7 separate regions of the Mus musculus genome follow, and all the other regions are linked to region 2. Evidence: chromatin contacts called from public Hi-C and promoter capture Hi-C data. All regions are on one chromosome and are shown on one strand. The core of a region is the stretch at or near the end of the contact, and the rest is flanking DNA. Distances in the headings are between cores, read along the strand shown.

The links. Promoter capture Hi-C pulls out the DNA fragments that hold promoters and counts their contacts. A called contact is a pair of places that touch in the nucleus more often than the background predicts. Capture Hi-C pulls out chosen DNA fragments and counts their contacts.
Region 1: a contact with region 2 is called in a promoter capture Hi-C map of pre-B cells, with 2.9 times the contacts expected there. The contact joins the promoter of Spns1 here to the promoter of Sec23ip in region 2. A contact is called at or near these places in 4 of 39 promoter capture datasets (hippocampal neurons, liver and pre-B cells) and 1 of 9 other capture datasets (adipose tissue).
Region 3: a contact with region 2 is called in a Hi-C map of B cells, with 7 read pairs. The contact joins the promoter of Bub3 here to the promoter of Sec23ip in region 2. A contact is called at or near these places in 3 of 39 promoter capture datasets (liver, maxillary cranial neural crest and neutrophils), 1 of 484 Hi-C or Micro-C datasets (B cells) and 2 of 115 datasets of contacts at active chromatin or transcription factors (astrocytes and embryonic stem cells).
Region 4: a promoter capture Hi-C map of liver shows a contact between it and region 2, with 5 times the contacts expected there. The contact joins the promoter of 2310057M21Rik here to the promoter of Sec23ip in region 2. A contact is called at or near these places in 10 of 39 promoter capture datasets (the 3T3-L1 cell line, 3T3-L1-derived adipocytes, the C10 cell line and 6 more), 2 of 484 Hi-C or Micro-C datasets (B cells and olfactory sensory neurons), 4 of 115 datasets of contacts at active chromatin or transcription factors (astrocytes, bone marrow-derived dendritic cells, embryonic stem cells and 1 more) and 1 of 9 other capture datasets (liver).
Region 5: a contact with region 2 is called in a promoter capture Hi-C map of liver, with 5 times the contacts expected there. The contact joins the promoter of Ikzf5 here to the promoter of Sec23ip in region 2. A contact is called at or near these places in 7 of 39 promoter capture datasets (the 3T3-L1 cell line, embryonic stem cells, hippocampal neurons and 3 more), 1 of 115 datasets of contacts at active chromatin or transcription factors (astrocytes) and 2 of 9 other capture datasets (adipose tissue and liver).
Region 6: a promoter capture Hi-C map of liver shows a contact between it and region 2, with 5 times the contacts expected there. The contact joins the promoter of Xpo6 here to the promoter of Sec23ip in region 2. A contact is called at or near these places in 3 of 39 promoter capture datasets (liver and pre-B cells), 2 of 484 Hi-C or Micro-C datasets (CD4 T cells and regulatory T cells), 1 of 115 datasets of contacts at active chromatin or transcription factors (thymic regulatory T cells) and 2 of 9 other capture datasets (adipose tissue and liver).
Region 7: a promoter capture Hi-C map of adipose tissue shows a contact between it and region 2, with 3 times the contacts expected there. The contact joins the promoter of Sbk1 here to the promoter of Sec23ip in region 2. A contact is called at or near these places in 3 of 39 promoter capture datasets (liver and pre-B cells) and 2 of 9 other capture datasets (adipose tissue and liver).

What each region holds. Positions count from the first base shown.
Region 1 is chr7:126,376,209-126,380,250 of GRCm38.p6, forward strand. Spns1 (spinster homolog 1) reads right to left here and starts at 1,726. Exons shown (of 12, transcript NM_023712.3): 1 at 629-1,726; 2 at 466-531. The coding sequence starts at 869.
Region 2 is chr7:128,743,334-128,746,990 of GRCm38.p6, forward strand. Sec23ip (Sec23 interacting protein) reads left to right here and starts at 1,537. Exons shown (of 19, transcript NM_001029982.2): 1 at 1,537-1,845. The coding sequence starts at 1,689.
Region 3 is chr7:131,558,569-131,562,702 of GRCm38.p6, forward strand. It overlaps Bub3 (BUB3 mitotic checkpoint protein), which reads left to right and starts at 1,802. Exons shown (of 8, transcript NM_009774.4): 1 at 1,802-1,886; 2 at 2,142-2,336; 3 at 2,969-3,038. The coding sequence starts at 2,142.
Region 4 is chr7:131,360,702-131,364,630 of GRCm38.p6, forward strand. It overlaps 2310057M21Rik (RIKEN cDNA 2310057M21 gene), which reads right to left and starts at 2,025. Exons shown (of 6, transcript NM_026655.4): 1 at 1,807-2,025; 2 at 1,032-1,235; 3 at 188-260. The coding sequence starts at 1,970.
Region 5 is chr7:131,409,028-131,412,717 of GRCm38.p6, forward strand. It overlaps Ikzf5 (IKAROS family zinc finger 5), which reads right to left and starts at 1,451. Exons shown (of 4, transcript NM_175115.4): 1 at 1,360-1,451. It overlaps Acadsb (acyl-Coenzyme A dehydrogenase, short/branched chain), which reads left to right and starts at 1,574. Exons shown (of 11, transcript NM_025826.4): 1 at 1,574-1,760. The coding sequence starts at 1,719.
Region 6 is chr7:126,198,356-126,202,334 of GRCm38.p6, forward strand. It overlaps Xpo6 (exportin 6), which reads right to left and starts at 2,146. Exons shown (of 24, transcript NM_001311143.2): 1 at 1,544-2,146. The coding sequence starts at 1,546.
Region 7 is chr7:126,270,366-126,274,235 of GRCm38.p6, forward strand. Sbk1 (SH3-binding kinase 1) reads left to right here and starts at 2,131. Exons shown (of 4, transcript NM_145587.3): 1 at 2,131-2,734.

The DNA.
Region 1 (4,042 bases), core at 476-2,975, 2.4 Mb before region 2:
ACTATAGGCAAGAATACCTGGCCAACGTCCTTGTAGGGCCCCTACCACTTCTAGGGCGCACTACTAGGACCTAGCACATAATAGGCTCTCAGAAATGGAGACTTTCCCCCCACAGCAGTGCCAAGCACTCCTGCCATTGTATCCTGGTGCCCACTATGTGCCACACACAAGGCATGACCTAGTCCTCACACCAGTCTAAAGAACTAGCCCATTTTATTACTAGCTTCATTCTACAGACCAGAAAAATGAGGCTTAAAGTGGATGAGTGTGTTGCCTACCGACTCATAATAACTAGCTGGCTCCCTCTGTGCGATGTCCCAGCTCAAGTGGACAGCCCAAGAGCAGCCACGGCCATTGCCTCCAAGAGCCCTGGCCACTAAAGCTTCACTAGGCAAACCTGCATGTATGTAGGCCTACTTGAGGCAATTAAGAACGAGGGGTTGTGTGGGCAGTAGCCTCACTCACCAGTCTGGATGAGGCCAGTACTACCATCTCCGATGTTAAAGAACTGCTCGATGTCTGTAAGAACCCCTGGAAAGAAAAAACAAAGAATGAGCGCCAAGAGGCGACCCTATCCTGGGGAACTTCTCCCTTGCCTATATCCCTTCTTCGGAGCATCAGTGCGTACCTGCCACGGTGAAGCGGTCCATGTAGTTCAGGAGGTTAATGTAGCACAGAACCACCACTATGAGGGTCGAATGGCCCCGAGATAAGCCAGTGATGCGCTGTAGCCCCTCACAGTCTGGGACCTCGAGTTCCCCGGACTTTGGATTCCCCATGGGTCCTGGCAACCCCGGATGGCCGGGCGCTGGCCCGTCATCAGGATCATCTGCTTGGCTGAGGAAGGGCGCCGTGTCGGACCCGGCCATGGTCCCTGGGGAATCGCAACCGCCCACGCTTCGGTCCTACCTCCGACGGAAGGAGGTTGGAGAGAGGACTGCGAGAAGACTTGCCCACTATCGCCTAGGAGCGTGGTCCGATGCACAGTGCACCACTGCGAAAAGCCCTGGGCTTCGTCATTCCCTCTGGTTCCGACAGAGGAGAGCACACAGGAGGTGCAGGTGACGCTGGGACAGGAGCAGGAAGACCAGGACCCAGTCCCTCTTCTCACGCTGACGCACTCCAAAGCCCGGGAAGGAGCGCGCCACACTCGCTGTTGCTCAGTCCAAGCTCAGCAACACAACTGCCGCCATGTTGCCCAAGAGCAGGTCATGTGACACCGGAGCCCTACCGGAGAAAGTCACCCGGTGCAAGGATTGAACACGTGACCTGCCACCGCCTACGGAAGCCTCCAGGGTTTCTAGGGCTCCTCCGCTATGGTAACCCGACGCTCGTTCCTACTTCCACCAGTAGCCTCCAGGGGGCCTCGCAAGCTGGTGTAATCAATCGCCTAGATGGAATACCCATTTATCCGATTTCACGAGATAGTGGATTATTTGGAAATATTACATCTCTACAGATGCTAGTGAGTTGTTTCCTCTTTTCTTCTTCAGTGACTGGCTGATGGCTTCATTGCTCAGTAATTGTTGGATGAATAGCGGCGAGCAGCTGCCTCCTTTTGTTTACCAATCATGAGCTTTCACTGTGGACATTTAGATTCCTATAGAGTCGGGCGTAGTAGCGCATACCTTTAGTCCCAGGAGAAGGCAGAAGGACGGAGATCTTTGCAATTTCAAGGACAGCCTGGTTTACATAGCGAGTTCCAGGTCAGCCAGGGCTACATACTGAGTGAGACCCTGCCTCCAAGAAAAGATGCTAGAGTTTAGGAGGAAGAGGATGTTTTGTCTATGGCCTCGAGTTTTTCTCCAACCAAGACTAGTGTCCTCGCGCCCTCTGGTGTCTCTCCTGGAGGACAGGCGGAGGCTCAGAACCAATGAACTGCAATGTACCCTGCACCAAAAAATGGCATATGGCTCTAATCCCAGCACTAAAGAGACAGAGGCAGCCGATCTCTGTGGTCGAGGCTAGCCTGGTTTACTGAGCAAGTTCCCGGGTGACCAGGGCTACACGGAGGAACCTTATCATAAACCAACAACAACAAACTCAATCTGGCTGGTGGCACATGCCTTTAATACCTTTAGTCTTGAAAACAAAACATACAAAAAAAAAATCCCACTAGGTGTGGCAGTGAATTAAACAAACCTTTTATCTCAGCACCCACGGAGCAGAGGCTTTTTTTTTTTTGGCTTGTTTTTTCATTTTTCTTTCTTTTATTTCCAAGGTTTCTCTGTATGTCTGACTGTCCTGGAATTCCCTTTTTTGACCAGTGTGGCCACCAATTCACAGGCATCCACCTGCCTTTGCCTTCAGAAGGCTGGGATTAAAGGTGTTCCATGGCGAACCGTCTCAGGTTGCTAGTTTTCCTTAATATACATACATTCTGAATGCAAAATACTATGATTCTATGAAAATACTGTTTTGTGATCCCACTTCCAGAACTGGGATGTAGTTCAGTTGATAGTAAATACTGCCAAGCATTCCTGAAACCCTGGGCTCAAGTCCCCAGTACCTCATTCACCCAGCCCGTTGCAAAAGGTAGAAGGAGGAGAATTGGAAGTTCAAAGTGGTCCTTGATACATAGCAATAGTTAACTTTAATGTGGCTTTGGGTACATAAGACCCAGTCTCGACAAAACAAAAAACAAAACAAAACAAAACAAAAAATTAAAGATTCCTCTTGGGGCTGGAGATGGCTCAGTGGTTAAGAACACTGACTGTTCTTTCAGAGGTCCTGAGTTCAAATCCCACATAGTGGCTCACAACCATTGGATCCAATGCCCTACTCTAGTGTATCTGAAGAGAGCGACAGTGTATCCATATACAGAAAATAAATCTTTTTTTTTTAATATCCCTCTCAGCACAGCAGAGGAAGAGGCAGATAAAAGTTTGAGGATTTGAAGACTGGACTGTATTGAGTCTTAAGTCAGCCTGGACTAGATAATGATGAGATACAGAGACAGAGAAAGAAAGAGAGAGAGAAAGAGAAAGTTAGAGAGAGAGAGAGATTGAGAGTTCGAAAATAGGTAAGGGCCAGCAAGGTGGCTCAGAGGATAAAATACTTGGTACCAATACTGACAATCTGAGTTCTGTCCCTATCCAAATGGCAGAAGAGGATTGCCTGCCACAAGCTGTCCTCTACCTCACACATGTGCCATGACATGCACACAAAATAAAAACGTAATAAAAGATTAAAAACGTAAAACACTGTGAGATGAAAGAAACGTGACATAATAGGTTGCCTACTGCATTACTCAATTCAAATGAAAACCTAGTGTCTGGACACACGCACCAGGCATCCCACATGCTCAGGAGGCAAGTGGGTCACTTGAACCCAGAAAACTGACTCTATCTGGGCTATCTAATGAGTCTCTATCTCAAAAAAAATTTTTTTTTTAAATCATGTTGGCATTTGAGAAAAGCTGAGTCCGTGGCAGATGGATTGAAGGTTAGGAGGGGAGCAGTGAGCATGAAGGGATTTACAGAGATCTGCCTGCCTCCCTCTGCCTCCAGAATGCTGGGATTAAAGGTGTCAGCCACCCCTCTCAGGTTGCTTGTTTACCTTAATGTACATACAATCTGAATACAAATTACAATAATTCTATAATTTAGAAAGTACTGCTTTTACTAGACTACAGGTGGGGCACGGGATGGAGAGGAACAGAAAGGCTCCGGTCTGAGAACAAACTGAAGTTGGAAGCTACTGGGCTATACAGATCAAAACCCCATCAAAAGGTGTGGAGTTCAGGCGTGGTGTAGATAAGGAAGACGAAGCAAATTTCAAGGTGAAGCTTGCAGGGCTACGGATGCATGGCGCTTTCGGTCCCCATCCCTAGCATCACAAAGCAAAGTATGAAGCCTGGCTGGAACATAGCTCAGTGGCAGAGCACCTGTGCAACCTGAATGAGGGCCCGGTTTTCACCCTCAGCACAAAAAGGGGACAACGGTGACACATTGTTTCTGGCTCATTCACTAAGATGGGTGACAGTGGGGTTCTCTGAGACATGAAATTTATTCCTTCAGTAGACTTTGGGAGGCAATGACCG
Region 2 (3,657 bases), core at 287-2,786:
TCAGTCACTCAGGGCATGCCCTTAAAAGGTATATCTCATTCTGGGCCCTCTTCTGTCCCTTTTCTCATCTTAATTGTTATTTTAGTTTTTTTTCCCCTTCCTGTTATGGTTTAAAATAAAAAAAAATCATATGTTGAAGTTAATTATGCAAAGTGATGGTTTTGGAATTTAGGCCTTTCTCTCTCTCTCTCTCTCTTCTCTCTCTCTCTCTCTTTTTATTCGAGACAGGGTTTCTCTGAATAACCCTGGCTGTCCTGGAACTCACTTTGTAGACCATGCTGGCCTTGATCTCAGAAATCCGCCTGCCTCTGCCTTCCAAGTGCTGGAATTAAAGGTGTGCAACACCACAGCAGGGCTGGTCCTCTGGGATCCCTGCACTCATAAAGAGGTTTGAAGCCCTAGTTCTCAAGTTTCAACTTTAGTTTTTCTTCCTCAGGGAAGCTTTTTCTTCCTTAAGTTTTTCGCTAATGATCTGATGGAGAGAGATACATGCTCGCTCTTCCTAGAATGTTTAGATCTCTGTCCCCAGATGATGTCAGTGTTCCAGGAAACACACTTAAGGAAAGCCTGCCATTTATATTATTTTGTGTTTAGTTGATTGTTTTGCCAGATTGTAAACCCAAAAAGGAAGGATTTCAGGTCTGTTTCATATATCACTCTCTGGTATATGGTTCTCAGCCTTGCTTCTTTATGATAAAGAGAATTTTCTTGACCAACTTCTAGTCTAGCATGGCTTTTAGCAGTTTGAGGCCATGTTATCTATGACTCACCAGAAGTTTCCCCATTACTAAGCTCTGTACTTCTTGGCCCCGTTGAAATGCTTGTCGAGGTAAACTCAACACTGCCAGAATTTAATGTTTTTATTCCAGCCAAAACCTGGTAGTAGGCAGATAGGTCCCCAAACCCTAAATTACAGCAGTAACTCTAGAATGTTGCAATTATACATCTTTTCTCTGCCCCTTTGAAACATAAATCGTCTACCACTTGGAACTGCCTTACCAAAGGCACTTTTTGTTGATGCACACATTCAAGGAGATAGTAGCCTGGAGTGGTGGCACACTCCTTTTAAGCTCTTGGGAAGAAGAGGCAGACAGACCTCTTGAGAATTCCAGGCAACATCATGAAAACGTAACTGAAAAAAAAAAAGGAACCCAGCCGATAATAATTCTTACTTCCAATTCTTATGACCGCCTGTCATAAAGATATAAGAATTGCAGTGTGTGGTGGTATTAATCTCAGAAATGGAAGAGCTGAGGCAGGAGGATAAAAAGTCAGTCTGGGCAGCATAGAGAGATCCTGCCTCGCAAGCAAGCAAATAAACCAACCAACCAAAAACAGATACTCCATGAGAAACTCAGGGCGTCCAGGACATCTCAGAATCTGCGACTTCGAGCGTCAATTAACGCTAGGATTCATCGGCCACACCTCTCTATTCTATGCTGTGATTCCAGAGGCTGACCCAGTCTCGCGAGACCGAGGCTGTCACGTGATAGGCTTGGGTCTGAAGCCGATTCCACCTTATTGATTTTGGGCGGCGTCAAATTCCGGAAGAAAACCGATCCCGGAGTCGCTGGCCTGTGGCACCTGTGCGCAAGTGCGGAAGTGCGGTGGCATCCTCGCTAACCGGTTTCCGGTCTGTGTGCAGCACCGGGCTCGCAGAGCCACGTAACGGCCGGGGGTCTGCAGCCATGGCGGATAGGAAGGCTAACGGCGGCGGAGCGTCCGCCTCCTCGTCAGGCACTAACTTACTCTTCTCCTCCTCGGCCACGGAGTTCAGCTTCAACGTGCCCTTCATCCCCGTCACGCAGGCCGCCGCCTCCCCGGCTTCCCTGCTCTTACCCGGAGGTAGTGAGCCGAGGGCGCTTGGGGGCCAGTGTCTGTCCCGGGAGGCGGGTGGGACAGGAGTGTCGCCTGCTCTGAGTCGCTTGCCAGGGTCAGCAGTGACCAGCTTTCAGAGGGCCAGGGACTGGAGGATCCTGGAGGAGGGGCTCCGGTGATGAGGCTTGGAACTCCTGTCATTGCGCAACTGTTTGTTGAACACCCACTGGTGTGCTGGTGCTGGCAGAAAACGCAGCTAAATTAGACAGTTACCCTTTGCTAGAATCCGAAAGCTGCTCTCTTACTGGGAAACACCGGTGATAGGGTAGGACATCACCTAGGAGACAGTAAGTTTCTCCAGAGGAGACAATGCCTCTCTTGTAGAGGACTATACACTCTCTCCTAGTAAAAGCCCCCCCGTTACACTTTTGATTAAGCTCTGTGTATATCTGGGAAGGCTGATTTCTCTCTCTCTCTCTCTCTCTCTCTCTCTCTCTCTCTCTCTCTCTCTCTCTCGTTTGTCTCTGTCTCTCTTTCTCGTCTGTCTCTCTCTGGTGGTTTGGAGCACAGACTGTGTTCAGACCCGGCACTGCCATTAACTTGCTGTGTGGCCTCAGTCATGACATTTTACCTGTCTGCTTAGATTTCATGTTTTCAGCTCCTATCCCTGGGTTTGAGAGCAAGGTCTCTCTGTGTAGTACTGACTGTCCTAGAACTCACTGTGTAGATCAGGCTGGCCTCAAACTTAAAGGATCCACCTGCCTCTGCCTCTCTGCCTCTGAGTGCTGGGATTAAAGGCATTCGTCACTATACCCTGTCTCATTTTTGTAGAGTTCTATATCTAGTGTCCCACACGTATTGTTGTGTAAATACTTGTGAGCTAAGTACTCTGCCCCTCCATGTGGACTGTGAACTTCTTACCTCTTTTCATTTTCAGGGTCCTGTTTTTTAGTGCCTAGCACACAGGTGCTTGTTAGGTGCTGAGCTTTCCCCACCAAATAATTCCTCCTTGGAGGACTAAGGGGAGTTTCCCGCAGAAGGGAAGAAAGACAACTGAAAGCATGTGTATCTGCAGTGTCTCCTTTCTGTCATGTTTCTTCTCGGTGCTCGTAACTGTCTGACAGGTACATATGCCCGCTTACCCTACCAGGCCAGGGTGTAAGCTTTGTCAAAGCAGGGGCTGGCCCGATGCCTGGAATGCAGACTACAGAATTTCTAGTGGGAGTTTGCTGAGCGACTGGGGGGATGGATCCACGAGTGCCCCTGCCTCATGGAAGCGGTGTGACTGAAAGGTTCAGTGATGCTTTCTTTGGTGAAGAATTGTGGCTGGACCAGAGTACTGTGGAAGGGTCCAGGAATCAGTAAGGTCGTGCCTTGGGTTTTTCAGATTGTTCTCGGCCTCCAGAGTGGTGTTTGATGCACGCTCGTTTTCCTTGATGTATGATATTTAATTTGTGTGTTATTGTCGGTGCTTGACATTTCTATTCTCTTCTTCATTTTCTTGTTAATTTTCTGTTCATTACTGTTTTTCTGCCTGTGTGTCTATGTGGGGGTGTGGGACCCCCTGGAACTGGAAGTTACAGACAGTTGTGAGCCGCCATGTGGGTGCTGGGAATTGAATCCAGGTCCTCTGGAAGAGCAGCCAGTGGTCTTAACCATTGAGCCATCTCTCCAGCTCAACATTTCTGTTTTCAGCTTTAAGATAAGTATATCAGTCTTTAAGGTTTATTCATTTATTAATTACTTTTTGAGACATGGTGTCATTTTGTAGCCCAGGGTAACCCAGAACTTGTGGCAGACCTCTTGTCTTAGTCCCCAGGTGCTGAGACTACAGGCATA
Region 3 (4,134 bases), core at 552-3,051, 2.8 Mb after region 2:
TCTCTTTTCAGGCTCTAAACTTGATTTACAAGATTGACGTTTCTTAAAACTCAAATAGAGTTGGGCTGCAAGTGTGCGGCCAGAGGGGCCTGAATCATACACACATGGGATAATGAAATATGCTTAGATTTTATTAGCAGGTAATTTATGCTCAGAATCTGGAAACAGTAATAGAATTAAATAAACAACTGGGAAAGAGAACCAAATAAGTCAAGAGGTAAAATTATTTGGCTAAACTTAGAATGCAAAACAACTCAATGCATTAAAAAAAATTGAACTTGGCCATTGATTTGTTGAAAGAGAAGAGAGAGAAAGAACCACATACTAGAACTATTTGGAGAGGGAAGACAACCAGAATATTTTAGCCATAATAACCATCATCAGGACAAAAGACTGGTGTGTGTGTGTGTGTGTGTGTGTGTGTGTTATTGTCAGGAATCTTAAGTGCATTTAGTTCAGAGTCTGTGCACACATAAGATCTTTCTTTCTTTCTTTCTTTCTTTCTTTACTTTTATTTTTTTAGACAGGGTTTCTCTGTGTAGCCCTGGCTGTCCTGGAACTCACTCTGTAGACCAGGCTGGCCTCGAACTCAGAAATCCACCTGCCTCTGCATCCCAAGTGCTGGCTGCGCCACCACTGCCCGGCAAGATCATTTTTCTTTTCTTTTCTTTTCTTTTTTTTTAAAAATGTACCTTGAAAGTTAAGTAGTTTAAAACTAGAGACAACTTCCTACTTCATGCAACAATTTCAAAATAAAAGGGATTGTCTCAAAAAGATGGGACAGAGAAAAAGAAGTTGTATCCAAGGATTAATTAGAAACTCAGTAACATTTTGCATGTCAGTATGCTACTATGTTGTTTGTTAAGTACTGCTTTTCTCTCACAGAACCAAAACAACCTTTTGATTCTCATATTTTTTAGAGGATTCTAGAAACAGAAAGTGCAGCAAACTGAGCCTGCAACTTCCATGATAATGCAGAGGAAGGTGGGAGAGGGAGGACAGTCACAATGCTAGGTCCTATGATGAACATTCCTAAGAGATTCTGGCTGATCGTTAAAGATTGGAAATATTTGTGTCCTGCTCTGTTCACCCTTATGGGTGTGGTACTCTTCTAAAGCAAGGAGTAGTTTGACTGAGTGTGTATTCCCAGAGCTGCTTAAGAGGCCTGACATTCAGGTGCTTGAAAACTGTGGAGAGATGAAACGATAAAAATGAGATCACTAGAACTCAAGGGAAATGAGTCTCTAGTTCACAAATTGATAACCCAGCAAAATAAAAGCAAATAGTACCTTTGACTAGAAATTATTCTTCAGTATGACTAGTCTGGATTAAGTCCAGGGGTATGTGCACGGCTAGAAAGAAAATATTAATTTATATCTATAGTAGTTATCAACCAAAATGAAATTCTGTGTCTGAGAGATAGAGGAGAAGGATGTCACAAGAGCTAGATAAAATCTCTTTTCTGCCTTCTAGTCTGTGGATGTTCAGGCAAGCAGCTCCAGGGAGACTACAACTCCCAGCATGCAGCATACAATTGTGGGCGGGCGTGAACGCCTTCATGACCTGAGCATACTTGGGAGTTGTAGTTTTCCCTCCGCAGCTCCAGAGATGTAACCTCGGCGTGGAGGTACTAAGAGACCCGGTGAACGGGGGGGGGGGGGGAAACGCGGCTTCCCTTTGAGCCGGAACAGGATGACTGCGGAAAATGAGGCAAGCAGTAAATCAGACCAATCAGCTGCCGAGATCGAGCCGTTGGCGTTCAAAATCAGCCAATGATAGGCCTGCTCCGGAGCTTCCTCTCCGCCTTCTCCGCTTTGCCTGCGAGTGCTCGGAGGGAAGCGGATCGGTAGTGGCCGGTGCAGAAACGTTGCTTAGGCGGACAGGAGGTAGAGGTTCGGGCGAGGGCGGGCGGAGCGGGATCTGTGGCCCGTGGCCGGCGCATCGATGCACAGAGGGATCCGGTCGAGGTCCATTGTGTTTTATATGGGGATCTGCGGGCAAGGAAGGAGGCCAGGCCGGGTGGAGCTCGGCGGAAGCGGGATGGCGGCCGGCCTGGATCAAGGGGGACTCGCGCAGGCGCAGGCCGTGGCCGGCCTCTGTTGCTCCGGTTAGGAACTCAGACTTAGCGTTTTGTTCTACAGATGACCGGTTCGAACGAATTCAAGCTGAACCAGCCACCCGAGGATGGCATCTCCTCGGTTAAGTTCAGCCCCAACACATCCCAGTTCCTCCTGGTCTCCTCCTGGGATACGTCTGTGCGCCTCTACGATGTGCCCGCCAATTCCATGAGGCTCAAGTACCAGCACACTGGTGCTGTCCTGGACTGCGCCTTCTACGTAGGTGGATTCAGTTTCTGCTCCTGTCCCCTTAATACTGAGATGTCCTAGGCCTTGCCAGTAGCATCTCATACACGGTTCGAGAATTCTGATAGTTCATAACTACTCGGGAATTCTTCCCTTTAGCCTGGCATCAAGCCTACTACAATGGTTTGTGTTCTTATTTCTTCTCTCGTGGCAATTTCAATCTCCATTTGTAAATTCAGACTTGAGTAAACTTTCTGGACATAGATAATTGAAGTTAGCAGCAAGACTGATTTTTAGCTATCCTTTGAAAAGTAATGAATGTTGTCTAATTTAGCCTTAACTCCTGGTGTCCACCTTGTATTTGCTTCCTTGTGGAGATCACTAACTTGCATTTTTGTTTGCTTCTTAGTTTCTGTCACACTGGACATAACACTTGGCTGTAGAAATAGCAATGTTGAAAATGCTTGCTAAAGCTTTGTAACTTTGAATTGGCTCCAAATGTAAGAGTGGGGTGGGAGGATGTGGTGGCCACAACTTTAATCCCAGAGGCAGAGGCAGGAAGAGCTCTTGAGTTTTGAGGCCAACCAGGGCTACATAGTGTCTTCCAAAAAAAAAAAAAAAAAAGTAAGAAAGAAAAAAAATCAAACCCAAATTTTGCTTTGTAGGATCCAACGCATGCCTGGAGTGGTGGATTAGATCATCAACTGAAAATGCACGATTTGAACACTGATCAAGGTATTAATATAGCTACATTTTACCAGTTTTTCTTTACTAGTGTATTTGTGTAGAAATGCTTATTTAAGAAGAGTAGGTGTTTTCAGTACTTATGTGAAGGCGGAACACGGCTTTGATAATAGACTTTTAAAATTGGATTAAGTTACCACAAATGGAACCTGAATTTTGCAGTAAAGCCCCTTCTGAGCACTGTCTTTTTTTTTTTTTTTTTTAAGATTTATTTATTTAATTTATAAGAGTACACTATAGCTATCTTCAGACACATAACAAGAGAGCATTGGATCTCATTACAGATAGATGGTTGTGAGCCACCATGTGGTTGCTGGGAATTGAACTCAGGACCTCTGGAAGAGCAAACAGCCAGTGCTCTTAACTGCTGAGCCATCTCTCCAGCCCCTGAGCACTGTCTTAAGTGTCTAGTGGAAGCATCATTTAAGCATTTGACTGTCACTATTAGAAGTCTTAAGCAGCGGACTGGACTCAGGGTCCGGTTTGTCAGGATTTCTTTGGACAGTTTGATATTTTAGGTTGGTCTTTTCACAGGCTAAAAAAAAAAGTACATTTTAAAAATGGAGCACGGTAGCCCCGTCATATTTATCTTAGTGATGCCTTTGCGTTCTTAGCAGGAGAATGTATTTCAGTTGGCTGTGTAAAAACATTTCTTAAGAGGTTTATGATTTCACTGTGGCAGGATTTGGAATGGAACCCAAGACGTGCAAAGCGCTCTGAGCTTTGTTTGCCTGCCCTGTATTGGATGTAGGTATACTGGAAAGCGATGGTGGGGGTGTAGACATGTGGCTACCTAGAGGCCAGCTTGAGCAATCCGAGTGGACTGAGAAGCACATCTGAGCCAGGTGTGATGCTGCTCCTGGAATCCCAGCACTTGGGAAGGGGAGGCGGGCGGATAAGAAATTCAAGGCCAGCCTCGGCTATATAGATAGTTTGAGGCCAGCCTAGACTACTAAGACTCTGTTTCCAGGAGAAAAGGAATGATTTTTCATTGGAAGAGGCCTCTGTCCAAAAGTGACTTTGTGTGTTTAATATGCACATGCGAGGAGAGCACTCTGCCTGAGCTACATTCCTGATCCTGGTCCTG
Region 4 (3,929 bases), core at 775-3,274, 2.6 Mb after region 2:
ATGTTTAAAGGATTAATAATTTTTTAGAAAAACAGTACCCCTTTACTAGCTAACTAAGCATTTCTGGACTAAACCTAGGGACCATGTTAGACTACTGTACTGCCAAACCAAGAGAAAATAAGTGTGTATAGAACAAAAACAAAAACAATTTGATCAACCTTAAATCTTAAATTTGGTGATGACTCACCTTTATTTTACAGGCATGCGTGGGAGAATCCAATTTTAGGTATTTTTTGTATAACAAGATCTTTTCATGTTCACTAAAATAAAAGAATTCATTTTTAACAGCCATTGGTTGTAAACATTAACATATACTTAAGAACAAATGATTCGGGACACTCCTTCATCTCAGAGATTCCCTTTTCCTGGTCAGGTACAGGGAGTAATGGGCTCCTGCCTGCGCTGCACCGCGTGGAGGAGCAGTACCTACCACTTGCCAGCTATATGGGGGACTGAACGAGGGAGCACATGGCATACTTTAACGCTCTATAAACACTACTATTCTTTCCAACACAGGCAGGACCTAGAGCATGCATTATGTTCAGGACAGATCTGGGCAGAACCCTGTACAAGACTGGGGGGAAAAAAAAATCACAAACTGTCCATCTTTTAATAGGTCAGTAAATAGGCTGCCGTGACAGTCTTAGTTTGATATATCAATCACAAGGAGCCTTCTAGAAGGGAAGAGAGTCAGTTTCAGAATGTCTAATGGTTGTTAAACAGATCCTGCTGAGATACGTGAGAACAAGAATGCTTACCTGGACTGCATTCTAATAAAGCTCTTCCACTAATTACCAGTGACCCGCCAACTCACTTCCAGTTAACTAGCCCGAAATCTCCATATTTTTAAGCTTGCTCATCAACCCTGCCGTTGGAAGGCTTAGTGGTCTAACCTATGTCTATTGGCATGTTTTTAACTTCTCTTCCCTAATGACTCCTGTCCTGTCAGTCTCAGAAAATCCACAAACATTACGAGCTGAGAATAAAGACACTGATTCATATGAACACTTTCATCTAGACAAGTCACAAACCTGTCATCCAGGACAGTGCAGGCAGTCTTGCCTCGACTGGTTCCACAATACTCCTCTCCTAAGTATACTTCCATGTTTCTTGCTGAACTCAGAACGCCAACCGAAAGGATTTCTTCACCCCCATTAGGGCCACAGTTCAGGTAAATGAAGCAGGGGTTTTCATCTCGGGGGCTCAGGCTGCTTTTCAGACTAACCGGATCCTGGCTGAGAAGAAAATTGAAAAAAAAAAATCACAGAGATAAGTTTTCCGAGTAGAAGCATAACCCATTAATCCTTTCAAACTCACCTCTACTTGCCATGAGAACCAAGAACCTTCCCCATCACCCACAGATACTTCTCACAGAATTAATAAGGAACAGAGGTTTGAGGCGTCAGGGCATTCATTCCCGTCCACTTTTCCTAGACCGTGGACAGCCTATTCAACTATCTAATTCATTCGCAGTCAATTAAAAGCGTTTACTGAATGTTAAAACAACCATGTGTCTTTTTCCAAGACGCCGTGGTTCTTGTTCCCCCCAAATAGAAGACTGGGGGCGTTCGCGGGTGGGGGGCGAGGAGGATTGTAACAGGAGGGCATCTTGAACACGAGTTTCCCGGCCTCTCCGGCCCAGCGCGCACCCTTTGCCCGCAGCCTCGCCCACCTCCAGGCACCACCGCTCTCCCCCATGCCGTCCCCGCGGCCTCGCTCGGCTCCCTCGCCCGTCTCGGCTCCCGTCCTCCTCCCGGCTCCTCAGCAGCGTGACTGTCACCCGACCCCGGCCCTGGCCCGGCGCACCTCGGAGCTGGCGGCTCCAGTAGCTGCTCGAAGTCCAAGTCTTGGGCACGTGGCCCAGTCCGGGTAAGAAAAAGGCTTTGGGTCAGCGCCCCGCACGCCGCATCCCAGGACGAGGTCAGCGTCGGGCCGCGGTCCAGTCCCGCGTCTTCGATCGCGGTCTCCATTCTGTCTCCTCCAACCCAGGCGGCGTCGGAACCTCTCTCGCAGAGCTTGCGTTTCCTTCAGTGCCCAGGGGAGGTGAAGGTTCAGCACAACTTCCGGTTCTTCCCCCGACCCCACCCCATCCCACTCCAACCCTTCCCATCCCGGGACCCAACCACCACACGTGCGCATGCGTGTTCGTCTCCCTTCCAGAAGTTGGTTTAAAATCTCCGCGGAAAAGAGCCAGGGGTTGGCTCGTGCGCGGAATTCCTCCGCTCCTGGGGCAGGTGCCGCGCGCATGCGCAGTGCTCTGCGCGCGGGAACCCAGGGGTTTATTTCCACGTTGGCAAAGCAGCGACGCTTTAGGGTGGGAGGTGGGGTGGCGCCTGGGCGGTGTCGGCACCCTGAGGGTGGTACCAAAGCAGATAGGTGCGGTCTCCTTGGCTCAAGCAGCCTGTAAAGCCAGCTCCCAATCCGAGGTCCTCGGAAGAGGACTCCGGGGACCCTTCCTGCGCCAGCCCGTGGAGTGAAGGCCATGCAGGCTGCTTTTGAAGCAGTGCGACCACGGCTGATCGCGTTGTTTCACTGCTCAGGTCACCTCCGTGGGCTGTAGAGTGGAGCGCGGCGCTTAGCATTGCAGAATAATGCTGAGTGGCCGAAGGCACTAAACACTGAACCCACTAAGACCCGGCTTCCGAGCCTCAGGAACCCGGTGGAGCGTGCTTGCACGTCCTAAATGACAGAATTCTCAAGGTTAAAAATGTCCAAGAGGCTCAAAGCTGCGACTTAAGGTTTCTCACTCATAACCTTGACAAAAACTGGCAATGGGCCTTGGTCCCTTCAGAAGTACATTGTACGGTCAAACTTTCTGTGGTGACAAGTGGGACTTGAAACTTTATACTCATTGGAAAGAAAGCTAGGTATCGGCTGTCGTTCCACCCCATACCCACCCCCATTATCTTCCTGAAGTGGGTTGTGTAGATAATTTAAACATCTATTGAGGCGAGGGGAGAAATTTGTTTACAGAAATGTGGAGTACCTGAATTTTAAAGTTGTGCTTGAGGCCTTATATATAATTTCTGGGGAAGTTTTGTTCAGCCATAACCTAGTTTTGTCCCAGAACTTTTTGTTCATCGCTCAGAAAAAACGTTTTGCTTTAATTTTCATTTTAGTCTGTATGTGTACCCCTGTTCAAAAAACGTGTTTATGTCATCAAGAAAAAGATGATTGAATTCTATAGACAGTCACCAGAGTGTATGTATAATGTGTTCATCAAGTTTGAAAGAGAAATCAGAGATTCAGTATAAACAAAATCTAGAAACAGTAACCTTTAATTCTAAAAGGCTCAATTTATATTTTTAAAAGAAATTCCCCACATTCTAAGTGGTCATCATTCTTGTTCTGTTTAGTATGGGGAGCCCCCTCAGAGTGCACAACCAATTGAAAGTCTTTATTCTAGGTATAGCCCCTGAGTGTCCAGAACATGGGATTTTAAGAGACCTTAAAGCGAAGGCATCTCCCTTGGCTGCTGCATCAGAGCACTACGGAGTAAGCAGTTTTAACAGAAGCTAAGATGAGCTGTTAGCCAGCCACCAAGGAGGGTTCTGAACAAATGAGCAACTTAGAAGAACAGTTAGCTGGAGGAGGTTCCGCACAAACAAGCAGTTTCAACAAAGGCTAAGATACGTTATCTTGGCCATTCTGACCTTTGGTTCCTAGAGTGGAGTTGAGTAGTTTTCCATAGGATTCTCCAGCTCAAGGAGATCAGATTCAGGGTAAACCTGAAACCGGCCGGTGGCAAGAAGGCCTTTGCAGTGTCTTGCCCTGTTACTCTGTATTTCCGGCTCCTCTGGTTATAAACTAGGTTAATACGTGTAGACAGTCCTAATGGAAGTACACTCTAGAAACACTAACTTGCAGGTTTGCGTGCAAGATTAATAATACCTTGCGGGTTTTTACTTCCTTAAATAAGGCTGATGAAT
Region 5 (3,690 bases), core at 201-2,700, 2.7 Mb after region 2:
CCAAAAGGCCATGGAGGGAATTTCAACTAAAATTCAAAAGCCACAAGAAGTCTGCAAAGAAAGACACGTAAGTGAAAACTTTGCTAGGGACTACAGGCTTAGTAACAAGTTAATAACATAATTTGTGTGTCATTATCATTAACTGAAAAAAAAAAAAAAAAGCAAGGGCAAGCTTGGTGGCCCACAATTACATCCTAGCCATTTGTGTTACTATCATGTTGCCACTGGTCATTTACTTTTAACAAAAAAACTTCAATGCCATTCATATATAATATGCTAATTTCAAGAGATGCCAGGCTTAATGTTGCTGAATAAGTCCAGTTGCACATAAAAGTACATTAGCTCTATCGCCAGGGAAATATATGTAACAACCACCAGGACTCAACCACGGCATATCTGAAGCCCATCTTCAGTGTCCCACAGTACAACAGTTACGGTTTCCTGGGAAACACGGGACCCTTACAGGAAAAGAACTTCAAACATCCCAGTTCCCCCGCAAGGAACTTCCAAGAAAACGTTCATCCTCAGCTGTGCTGAAGACAACATAAACTCAAGACAAAGTCTTACAAGTAGTCCAGATGTTTTAAGCAGCTGTTTTCATGCTGTGTCTTCTAAGTGTAATTTCCCTGGACCTCACAACTTCAGAAGTCTTCATGTCCGTTCTCACTCCTCTGTCCGGTTCTGACCAGCACACAAAGGAGTCATTAAAGAGGCCATGTGGTTACTGGCAGCTACCACTGACTATACTTAGGATCTACAGTTAGACAGACAGCACTTGGACGCTTAGCTGAGGAGGAGCCACATTGAGCATCCAAGAACATTCCCGACAGTCGATCGATGATGAATCGATCGGGGACAGAAATCTTGAATGAGTCGGAAGATCCTCCCCAGCCTCACCTGTTCCCAACATTGGAAAGTACAGGCAGTAGACGCCAGGTCATGAGAGAAAGAAAACTCCTTCCCAACAGCAGCCCGGGGTTAACACCCTATCCAGGATACACCGGGGTTGCTGGGGTCGACTTTGGCACCCCGAGAATGCACTACACAGGGATGCTCCCTGCGATCGCCACCTGTCAAAGCCGGAGACAGCTCCCCACCCTGAGCTCCGAGCTGCGGCCCGACGGCGCCGACTCGCTCGCGAGCCTCCGGGCGGCGCACCCAGTCACTTACGAGCCCAAGAGAGTCCCGAGTCACCACGCTGGCAGCCCACGGGGCACGCAGGACCCTCCGCTGTGGCCAAGGCGAAAGCGGTGTTAGCCGGCTAGCAATGAACCCGGCACTTTACCTTCCGCCATTCCGTCAACGTGCCCTGAGTAACCGTAGCGCCGCCGTGGAAGCTGACCGCCCCCCGTGACTCACCTCCTGACAACCGCACCGAGGAATCCCCACAGCCCTTTTCACTGCCGTCGCCGCCACCGCCACCGCCTCAGCGTTCGTCAGCGTCGCAGCTGTAGCCGCCATATTTGTTGTGTCTCCGCTCCCTTCCCGCCCGCCCCACGCCTTGCCCAAGTCTCGCGTGAGCGTGCTGCAGGGAGCAAGGAGAGAATTATGTCTCTCCTGGGGTTCCGTAGGCGGCAGTGGGCGGGGACTCAAAGGGGTGTGTGAGGGGCGGATGCTCGGAGTGGGCAGGGCCCGAGCTTGCCAGGCCGAGGGAGTCTTGCGCAAGGGTTCGTGGAAAGCCTTGCGAGCTTAACAGGGCCACCCTGCCCGAAGCGAGGATGGCGGTCTCTGCGCTCCAGCTGTGGCGTATGGGCGGGCTGGTGAGTGGGGTCGGTCGAAGCGACCGTCTCAGGAGGCCTGTGGCCACACTGATTCCTGGCGACGTCATCTTTTCCTAATGGGCTGGGGGTCTGGGAGGCTGGTGGAGGGGGCTGAGCCTGGGGCTGGGTCTCCACAGACCCTTCACCTCCGTCTGGTTTTCCTTCAGGATCCGTCCCAGCTCATGCCACATTTCCCCGGATGATGATGATGATTTTTTTGTTTTGTTTTTTGGGGTTTTTTTTGTTTTTGTTTTTGTTTTGTTTTTTTTTTTTTTCGAGACAGGGTTTCTCTGTATAGCCCTGGGTGTCCTGGAACTCACTCTGTAGAGCAGGCTGGCCTCGAACTCAGAAATCTGCCTGCCTCTGCCTCCCGAGTGCTGGGATTAAAGGCGTGCGCCACCATCACCCAACCGATAATGATGATTTTTAATGACTAAAATCTAGGCCTGCTTGTCGAGCCTATTGACACTCTCTTCCCTTCAGCAGCCCAGCTGGAAGGGACCTCTCATATTTCTGGGTCTTAACCATTCAGGGAAGGAATTTCTTAGGCTTTATCTCACTGCGGGGATCTGACCAGCTCCCTTAGATTCTGAGGAGCCCAAAAGCCCATTCTAGTCCTCTTCCTCAAACTTGGTCTGAGGCCAGCCTCTTGTCTCACCAGGATGTTTCTGGCCTCCCTTTGCTCTCTCGGATTTCCTGAGCTTGGAATTAGGACACACAGTACAGTGCAGATGACAGCATCTGTCAGAATAACAGAAGACACTCTGACCAGTCAGAGGGGGCAATGGGTTGAACCATGAGCAAACCTACGTTAGCTGGACTTGGTGCTATTTCTTCAGGTGCCTGAAAGAGACAGCTTTCCTGGAGGATGTTTCTCTACTTAGGCGATTGACGAGCCCATTTAGCTAACTTTGAAGTGAAAGGACAGTTGGGTGCCTTTGCTGTGGTTGTAGTTAGCTGGAAACCCTCCAGCTAAATAGTAATCTTAAAATTTCCTCGGGCAGATGTTAAGTCTCAAGTCTCACCCATTATTCTGGCGAGCAATCAAAATCCTGCAGTATTTATTCCCGGTTTTACAAGCTACTGATGAGAGGAAGTAGCTTGTAAACGGTGAAGCAAGTCTGCACCTCTTTGCCTCACATTGTAGATAATTAACGTTATTTTATTGTTTTACAAGCTTGGGGTGTTTAGGAAATTAATAAAGTTGTGTTAGTGTATTGTCACAAAGGATTAGAAATGGGTTCTTGTGATTATTATTTAATACTGTTTAATAATTGTTGCTTAATAATAATGTAGCCAGCAGACTTGTCTGGGTTGTTGAGTTTGGCCACCCTTTGTTTTTCTAGCCTACAAGCCCTTGGTGCTCTTCCAGCTTCCAGTCTCTCTTACTTTGCATGAACCTCTTAACAAGTAGCTATTTAACCTTGAGATGTAGCGATTTCAGACAAAGGATTAGGTGACTTTGACAAAAACTACTGCTGCTTCTCCTTGGTCGGAGATACCACGGAAGTATTTTGTTTAGATTTGTGCCTTATTGTCTTGCGTAGGTTTTGGATCTCTTTTATAAAAAATAGTATATTTTGCTGAAATTTGCCTGAAGCATGGTAGTTAATTAATTAAGTTCTGGTGCCAAACTGCTTGGATCTAGAGCCCAGGCTCTGTGGTATAACCTTAAGCGGTTGCTTAAACTCTTTGAGTCTGTTTTCTGATGGGTAAAGTGGGGGTCGGGAAGGACGGTACCTATCTGTAGGGTTGTTGCGAGGGCTGAATGAAAACGTTTTTGTAAGGCACAGAGACGAGCATAATGGTTAGCCAGCTTTCAGTAAATGTCTTTACTCCCATTCACGAGGCACCGTGTGCCATAGCAGATACAGTATAGACTAAAGCACATGTGTTAAAGAAGTTCACCCTCACCATTTAGACCTGCTTC
Region 6 (3,979 bases), core at 896-3,395, 2.5 Mb before region 2:
AACAGAAATGTACATGTCAGAAAACTGAAAATTAGTCTAAGTCCTTAAGTGTACCTTATCACAATTCAAAAATTCAAACTTTCAGCTGGGTACAGTGGCCCACACCTTTAATGCCAGCACTCAGGAGACAGAGACAGGCGGGTCTATGTACTGAGTGCAGAACAGCCAGAGACAACTACACAGGAAGACCCTGTCTGGGGGGAGTGGGGATATTTAAATTCAAACATTTCATAAAATTATAATGAAGGGGTGGGATTCATATATGTTTCCTATCTTTAAATTACTTTTGGAAAATTCTTGTCTGTACATTGTATAGATCAGGAAACAAACTGAAGTTCAACAAATCTGTCACCTTGTCTAGTATGTACACAAACACACACACCATATATAGCACAAATCATACCATGCTGCTCAGCTTTAATGGTGTATTTTACCCAGCTTGGTTGTAAACCCAGGAGGACAAAGTGAGTGCCTTAGAACAACCTCTTTCCACTAACCAGGACTTTATGTACCCCACCCACCCTCCCACCCCTTAAGAGTTTGACAGTCTGGTCTGATGTGTGCATTAAAAAGGTGCACCAGCCACATCTCAATACACCTCTAATCGCCAGGCAATGTGTGTGTGTGTGTGGGGGGGGGGGGGGGGGATCAGTGCTCAAACCCAGGCTGGGCACTCACTCATCATGGGCTAGATGCCAAACTGAGGCAGATAAAGAATCAGAGGACTAACTTCACCTTGCCTACTGTGATGGGCAGATAAGGCTCAGAAACATTAAAATGGCAAAAGACAAGCACTCAACCAACTGCTCTGAGTACACAAACCCCAAGGACTATGGAAAAGCTAAAAAGCCTGCAAGAAGAGGAGGTATTTTCCTTTCAGAGAGGTTTTTTTTAGTGGGACCTGAAAGTATGCATAGTTTTCCAAGGAAAAGGCCAGAGCAGAAAACAAAAAGAACAGCAACCAAGATGTCCAAAGACCCCACTGCTGACTCTGCCATCGTCTGTATCCGTAACCAGTAACCTCTACAAATACTACTTTAGATTTCTGCAAACGCAAACCTACCGCTGGACAGATGGTCTCCAAAAATCCAGCCAGTTCTATAACAGATTGCTTATGTTCAAATAGTGCTACTAACCCAAAAGAGTCAACTGACCTTGGGCAGAGTAATTAACTGCTTCTTGCCTCAAGTATCCCCCATTTCCAATCAGGGGGTTGATATACTAACAAAATACATACCACTGACTTAGCAAAGGAAATGACACACAGTATGCCATCAATAAATAAATGATACTGATAATCACGACTTGCTGCACAAGGGCACAGCCAACAGTGAGGCAGGGGGTTGTATCCGTGGCGCTACTCAAGACATCCAGTGGGGGTGGGGGTGGGGGCAATGGGAGCGTACAGCCGGTTGCACACCCTGCACGCATGTGTCACCGGCCAGGCTCGCACGCGCCTCTCCCCGCCTCAGGGAAGAAGAGATGGCTCAGCTGCTCTGAGGCCCACTGCCACCCCTCCAACCCGGTCCCTGGACCCACTCACCATGCTGGCCGGGAAGGGGATGGCTCAGGTGAGCTAGCTCTTGGGATCCGTCGTGTCCCGCTCGCACAGTTCAGGTCATGGTCCCGGCAGGCTCGGGGAGTCCCCCGCCCATGCAAAGACAACCGGTTCCCTACCCGGGCCCCGCCGGCACCTTTAAAAGGAGCACACGGGCCCCTTCGGGGACCCCCCGAAGCGATTCATCCAGACCTCGGCCCACCCCGGGGAAACGCAAAAGCAGAAAATGGGGTTCAGAGGCGGCTACACGAGGCCCCCCGCCTGGGCCCGACCCCCGAGAGGGAGGCTGCGGGCCCAGGCAGGGACTCCCCGGCCTCCGCGGCCCGAGGCGGCGACGGGCCTCAGCCGAGACTGAAGGGGCAGAGGCTGCCTGGGCCTGGGCGGCGCGGCCGGCTCAGGAGAGAGGCCCGCGGGCCCTTGCTGTCCTCGCCACCTCTGTCCTCGCGGCGGGCTCCCTCCGCATCCCTGCGCGCCACCAGTAGCCGCGGCTCGCCCCTCGCGGCCACCCTCTGCCAACAGCCCAACGCGCCGGAAGTGGCGAGCACCAGGCGGCCCCTCAGCCCGCGGCCTGCTGCGGCGCTGGAACCGGACCAATCCGGAATCAAGTGAGGGCAGAGGAGGGCGGGGCCGCACCTGACTGTTCACTGGCCCCGCCCACCACGTCCCCGCCCAAGAGGCCAGGGACCGCCGCGTTGGTAAAGGGACACGCGGCCATTTTGGTAAAGGAAAGGTTTCCCTTTCGTTTCTTTTCACTCATTCATTCCGCAAATCTTTTCTGAGCATCTTTCCGGACCCTGACACCGGACTAGAAGTTCGGCGATGCTGGTCTGTGCTCTCCTGGGATCTTATTCATTCAGTCCACAGTTCTGGGTCCTAGGACCAGAAAGTGTCACAGGATGAAATTGAAACACTTAGTGTCACGATCTAAATTGGCTTCATCCCTAATTCCAGACTCCAACACCAGGTGACTCAACACCCTCTTCTGGACTCTGGAGACACCTGCACCCATACTCACATAGCATACACATATATAGGTACACAAACATGCATGTAAATAAAATAAGTTTTTATGGGATATGGCTCAGCCTTTAAAGGTACTTGCCACTATGTCTGACAACCCAATCTAAGTTCAATCCTCAGAACCTGTACTGGTTTAAATAAGAATGCCTATCCCATATCTAAAGCTTAGTCATCAGAAGTGGCACTATTTGAAACCGATTAGAATGATTAGGTGTGGTCTTGTTGGAAAAATGTGTGTCACTCGGGGTGGGCCTTAAGAGTTCAAAAGTCACCGGGCAGTAGTGGAGCTTGCCTTTAGTCCTATCATTTGGGAGGCAGAGGCAGGCAGATTTCTGAATTCGAGGCCAGCCTGGTCTACAGAGTGAGTTCTAGGACAGCCAGGGCTACACAGAGAAACCCTGTCTCAGAAAAAAAAAAAAAAGAGTTCAAAAGCCAATGGCAGGGATGGTGAGATGGCTCAGTGGTTAAGAGCACCGACTGCTCTTCCAAAGGTCCTGAGTTCAAATCCCAGCAACCACATGGTGGCTCACAACCATCTGTAACAAAATCTGATGCCCTCTTCTGGAGTGTCTGAAGACAGCTACAGTGTACTTACATAGAATAAATAAATAAATAAATAAATAAATAAATAAATAAACATTTAAAAAAAAAGCCAATGGCAAACCCAGTCTCCTTTTGTGAATCAGATGTATCTTTTAGCTACTGTTCCAGTACCATGCATGTCGACCTGTTCCCTGCCATGATGATAGACGGACCATCTGAAACTGGAAGCAAGCCCCCAATTAAATGCTTTCTTTTACAAGAGTTGTCATGGTCATGGTATATATTCACAGCAATAAAACAGTGACTAAAACAAAACCCAATTGAAGAAGGAGAAAATAAATTACCACAAATTGTTGTCTTTTGACCACACTAGTATCATGCTTGCACAGGGACACACACACACATTAGGTCTCAGGCAGTCCACATATCCAGAATGAGCTCAAGATGGACTATAGAAGGAATTCTGGTGTTAGATAAAAGCCAGAATTCCTAGGAAACTTGTGAAACAAGTTCCTATTCCCCCAAAAGGAGTCCTTTCCCTTACTTCTGGCAGAAGGGACACCTGGCTCTCCACTGACTTATAGCTATGGCACTTATCAGCATATCCACGTGGCCTCCAGGCTGCTGAGGTCCCTATTCACAAGTACTTGTTACTCACTTCAAAGATTCCACACTAGCATCCTGACCCTTCTCACCTTCTCCCTCTACCCTAAAACTTCATGGCTGCTTCCCACCCCCACCTACGCATCCACCTTATAACTTAATGATTTTCCACCCCCTCCTCCCTGTCTCCCCAACTCTCTCCTCTCCAGATGGCCCTGCCCATCTCCTATCTACTTTTTCTCTCTGCTCTGGAAT
Region 7 (3,870 bases), core at 881-3,380, 2.5 Mb before region 2:
AGAAAACATTTAGTTGGGACTGGCTTACAGTTCAGAGGTTTAACCCAATATCATGGCGGGAAGCATGGAAGCAGACAGGCAGACAGAGCGCTGAAGAGGTAGCTGAGAGTTCTATACCCATTTCCTCAAGCAGCAAGAAGAGAGAGTGACCCTGGGCTTAGCTTGAGCATTTGAAACTTCAAAGCCTACCCCCAATGACACACTTTCCTCCAACAAGGTAACAGCTCCTAACAGTGCCACTCTCTAAGAACTTATGGAGGCCATTTTCCTTCACACCACAATACAGCGTAAGCTTTACCCTGGAGGGGACAGGGGATGCTTGGCAAGCTCATTAGGAATGCAACCTAAGAGACATTGTTCTCAACAGAGCTGGTGCCCACAAAGGACCTGGTTTCCAGAAAACTAACTTTCAGTAAAAGTGGGAGGAAGGTGGGCTAGGATTACAAGTAGCAGTAGCAGTAGTGTGGGCTGCCAAGCAGAAGTCTGCGCATCAGCTTTGGGTGTTTGTTTCTTCGTTTCTTCGTCCAGTTCTGGGGACTGAGTCCAGGGTCTTCCCTATGCCAAGACTGAGCCACATTTCTAGTTCCTGTCTGTAGTTTATTCAACTTAGGTGTGTGTGTGTGTGTGTAGAGGGCAGAAGTTGACATTATCAGGTGTATTCTTCAATCCCTCCCCAGCTCATTTAACTTTTTGTGGGTGCGTGGTATGCATGCATATGTGTGTGTTTGCATGTATGTGGGGTGCACATGCATGTGTGTGCATGTGCAGACGGAGGTTGATTCTCTTGTTCTCTATTTTACAAATTGAGGCATGGTTTCTCACTTGAACCTAGAGCTGACTCATTCGGCTAGTCTTGCTAGTCAGCTTGCTCTGGGGATCCTGTCTGCCTCCTAAATGCTGGGATTCTAGGCTGCTACACCTGCCCAGCCATAGCTGAGTCCTGGGGGCCTGAACCCTGGTCTTTAGCAGCATCTCGCTTGGTTCCCCTTCTCCCCTCCCGTACTTATTTATTTATTCAGAGACTGGGTCTTTCACTGGAACTCACGGATCAGATCAGGCTGGTCCCTGGGATCCACCTGTTTCTGCCTTCCCAGGGCTGGAACTACAGGTGTCATGGCACTGGAGGAACTCAAGTCCCTCATGCTTGCCTGGCAAGCACTTTACTTAATAAGCCGTCTTCCCAGCTCCACCTAAGGCTACCTGAGTTTGCAATAACCAGCTCTAAAAGTTCTACCAGCAGCTGGAGTGGTTGGAAGAGGATGCTAATTTGAGAAAACAATCTGATCAGAGATTAAAAGGAGGAGAGATTTTGGGTGCGTCGGGGGCTTTTTCTATGAATAAAATAGTATGCTGCATGGGAGACTGGGCCTCTGGAAGGATGCGTTCGTTGTTCCCACTCTGTCGCCATCTCTGCTCGATCGCCCCACCTGCATCCAGGCTACAATTTCCGGTTAATGAACAAAGCTCTTCACACCCGGGTGGCTTTGCACAGCTGCTGCTTCAGCCAGGAACCCCCCACCCCCTTCTTCCGTTCTGCTATACACCTTTAATCCCAGCTTTTCCTTAAACTTACTTCGCGGTCTCCCTACAGCAGAGCTCGAAAGTTCTGCCTGAACCCTGCACGGCCCCACAGACCCCAGGTCTCTGAGTAGCCTAGTAGTCTTATGAGGTCCCCTGGAAATCGAATGGATAGGTGGAAGGATGAATGGGCAGACAGGCGGGTGAACAGATGGACCGGTAGTTGAATGAGCGAGTGCATTCTGAATAGGAGAGCTCGGATTTATTTTTCTTCTTTGAAACAGATCCAGGCTCCGCCCCACAAGCACAGGCTGGAATAGTCTGGGACAGTCTAGCCCCTCGGGGACCAAGCAGCTGGACCAGGTGACCCTCTGTGACTCCCCCGAGCCCTCTCTAACCTCGTTCTGGCCCCCTCCTGGGCTCTGACCTAGAAAAAGAAGCTTATGCCAATGACCGGCGGGCCTTAGGACCCCGCGTGGCCGGAAAGCGGGCGGGGCATCGTGCGGCTCCCGCGGCGGTGGGGAGGTCCAGGCCCGTGGCGCCTGGCGGGAGGGCGCGGCGGGAGTGCGCGTGCGCGGAGCGCGCACCCGGCGCGGCGGACAAAGGCGCGTGCGGCGGCGCGCGAGGCGGAGGGCGGAGCGGCGGGCGGGCAGGTACGCGCCGGCGGGAGGCGGAGCCGCGAGGCCGCGATGGAGCGCAGCCCGGGCGGGCACCGGCGCTGGAGCCCGAGTGCCGGGCGGAGCGGGAGCCTCAGCCGGAGCCGCAGCCTCAGCCCGCGCCAGGCCGGGGCAGGAGCCCGCAGGGCCGGGCTGCTCGCAGCGGCGGCGCCCGAACCCCCCAGCGGCTGAGCGGTGACCTCCATCCTCGCACGCGGCTGCTGGGACGCAGCGACCGATCCAACCCGGGCCCCCCAAGATCTGCTTGCTACAACCGCACACCTCAAGACACAGAGAGACCCAGGCTTGGGGCGCTAGCCTCCCTAATCCGCTACTCCGGCACACAGGGACCCCAAACCTAGGACAGCAAGATCCTCTTGCTAACGAGAAGCCGCGGGCACCCCAAAGCCTCGGGACCCGGGCGACCAAGCCCCTTGCGACGCCTTCAGCGTCCCGGCTCATGGTGGTAGTGGTGCCCTGAGCCCCTCTCGGGCCGGGCAGACGAAGATCGACACGGCGCCCAGGCCCCCTGCCGCGGCGTCCCCGCGGCCCCAGCCCAGGTAAGTGGGACCCAGGTGAGGGGCGGCAGGTGAGTGGTACCGAGGTCCCTAGAGTCCTGCAGGTGGGGAAGGAAGTCCAGAGTGCGCGCTCCCCCTCCTCAGCGTCGCCATGGAGCCGAGGCTGAAGGACGTCTCTTTGTGTCTCGCTTGGAGGAGCCGCCCCCTCCTCCTCTCCCTTCCCCCACCTTCCACCCCAACCCTGAGATTTGGGCACAGCTTCGGACCCCGGGAGAGAGGAGTTGCGACGCCCTGGAGAGGGGTTAGAAGGTGGAGAGTCTCCCCGGAATAGCCTGGAGCCTTAGACCTTAGGTCCTTTGAAGAATAAAGACACGTAACTATCATCTCCCAAAGACCAAGCTGAGTTCTTAAGTGACACCCACCCTCCCCACAGGAAAGAGAAAATTTGGGGCGCCCAAAGGTGAGAGGTGCCTGCATTCTGCAGCTCTGGGTGACAGCTGGGGCTTTGGGTGTGTGCCTTTGTCTGAGAGGGCAGGGAAGGGGCGTGTTTGAGAGGATGAGTCTCTTATTTTCTGACTCTGAGACCCCAGCTCAGGTCTCAGTGGGGCTCTTTATCCAGTCCCTCTTTGTGCTCCCTGCAGAACAGGGAGAGGACAAGCCCTCTCAGTGAACAGCTAGTTTGGGGGAGGGAGGTACCCTGAATGAAGAAACCATTTCGGGTCAGAGCACCTTTCTGCCCCTCTAAGTCCCAAGGACAGCAAACCTGAGTGTTTTCCCTTTTTCTGACCCGGGGAACACCTAGGGCCAAGTCCGGGACTGGGACACTGTGTCCTCTACGATGCAGGAGTGAGTCTGGATTCTTGCTTAAGCTTTCCAAAGCATCTACAATCAAGAGGGCCTCAACAAATGTCCTAAACCCCAGGACCCAGGGAATGCCGGAAGATCTTGGGTGCGTTGTACCCCGAGAAAGGGCAGGAAGGTTTTTTTCAGCCTTCCACAGACAGGTGTAAAGTCAGGTAGGAGGTGAGCAGACAGGCTGGGGAAGGCAGGATTCAGAACACAGAGCCCTATAGAAGTTTCTTTGTTCGTTTATTTATCCATTCATTGCAACATCTACCGTGTCTGAAGCTCCAGCCCTGGAGTTTGGGGCTTCCCCTCATCTTTTCCTGATGATCAGG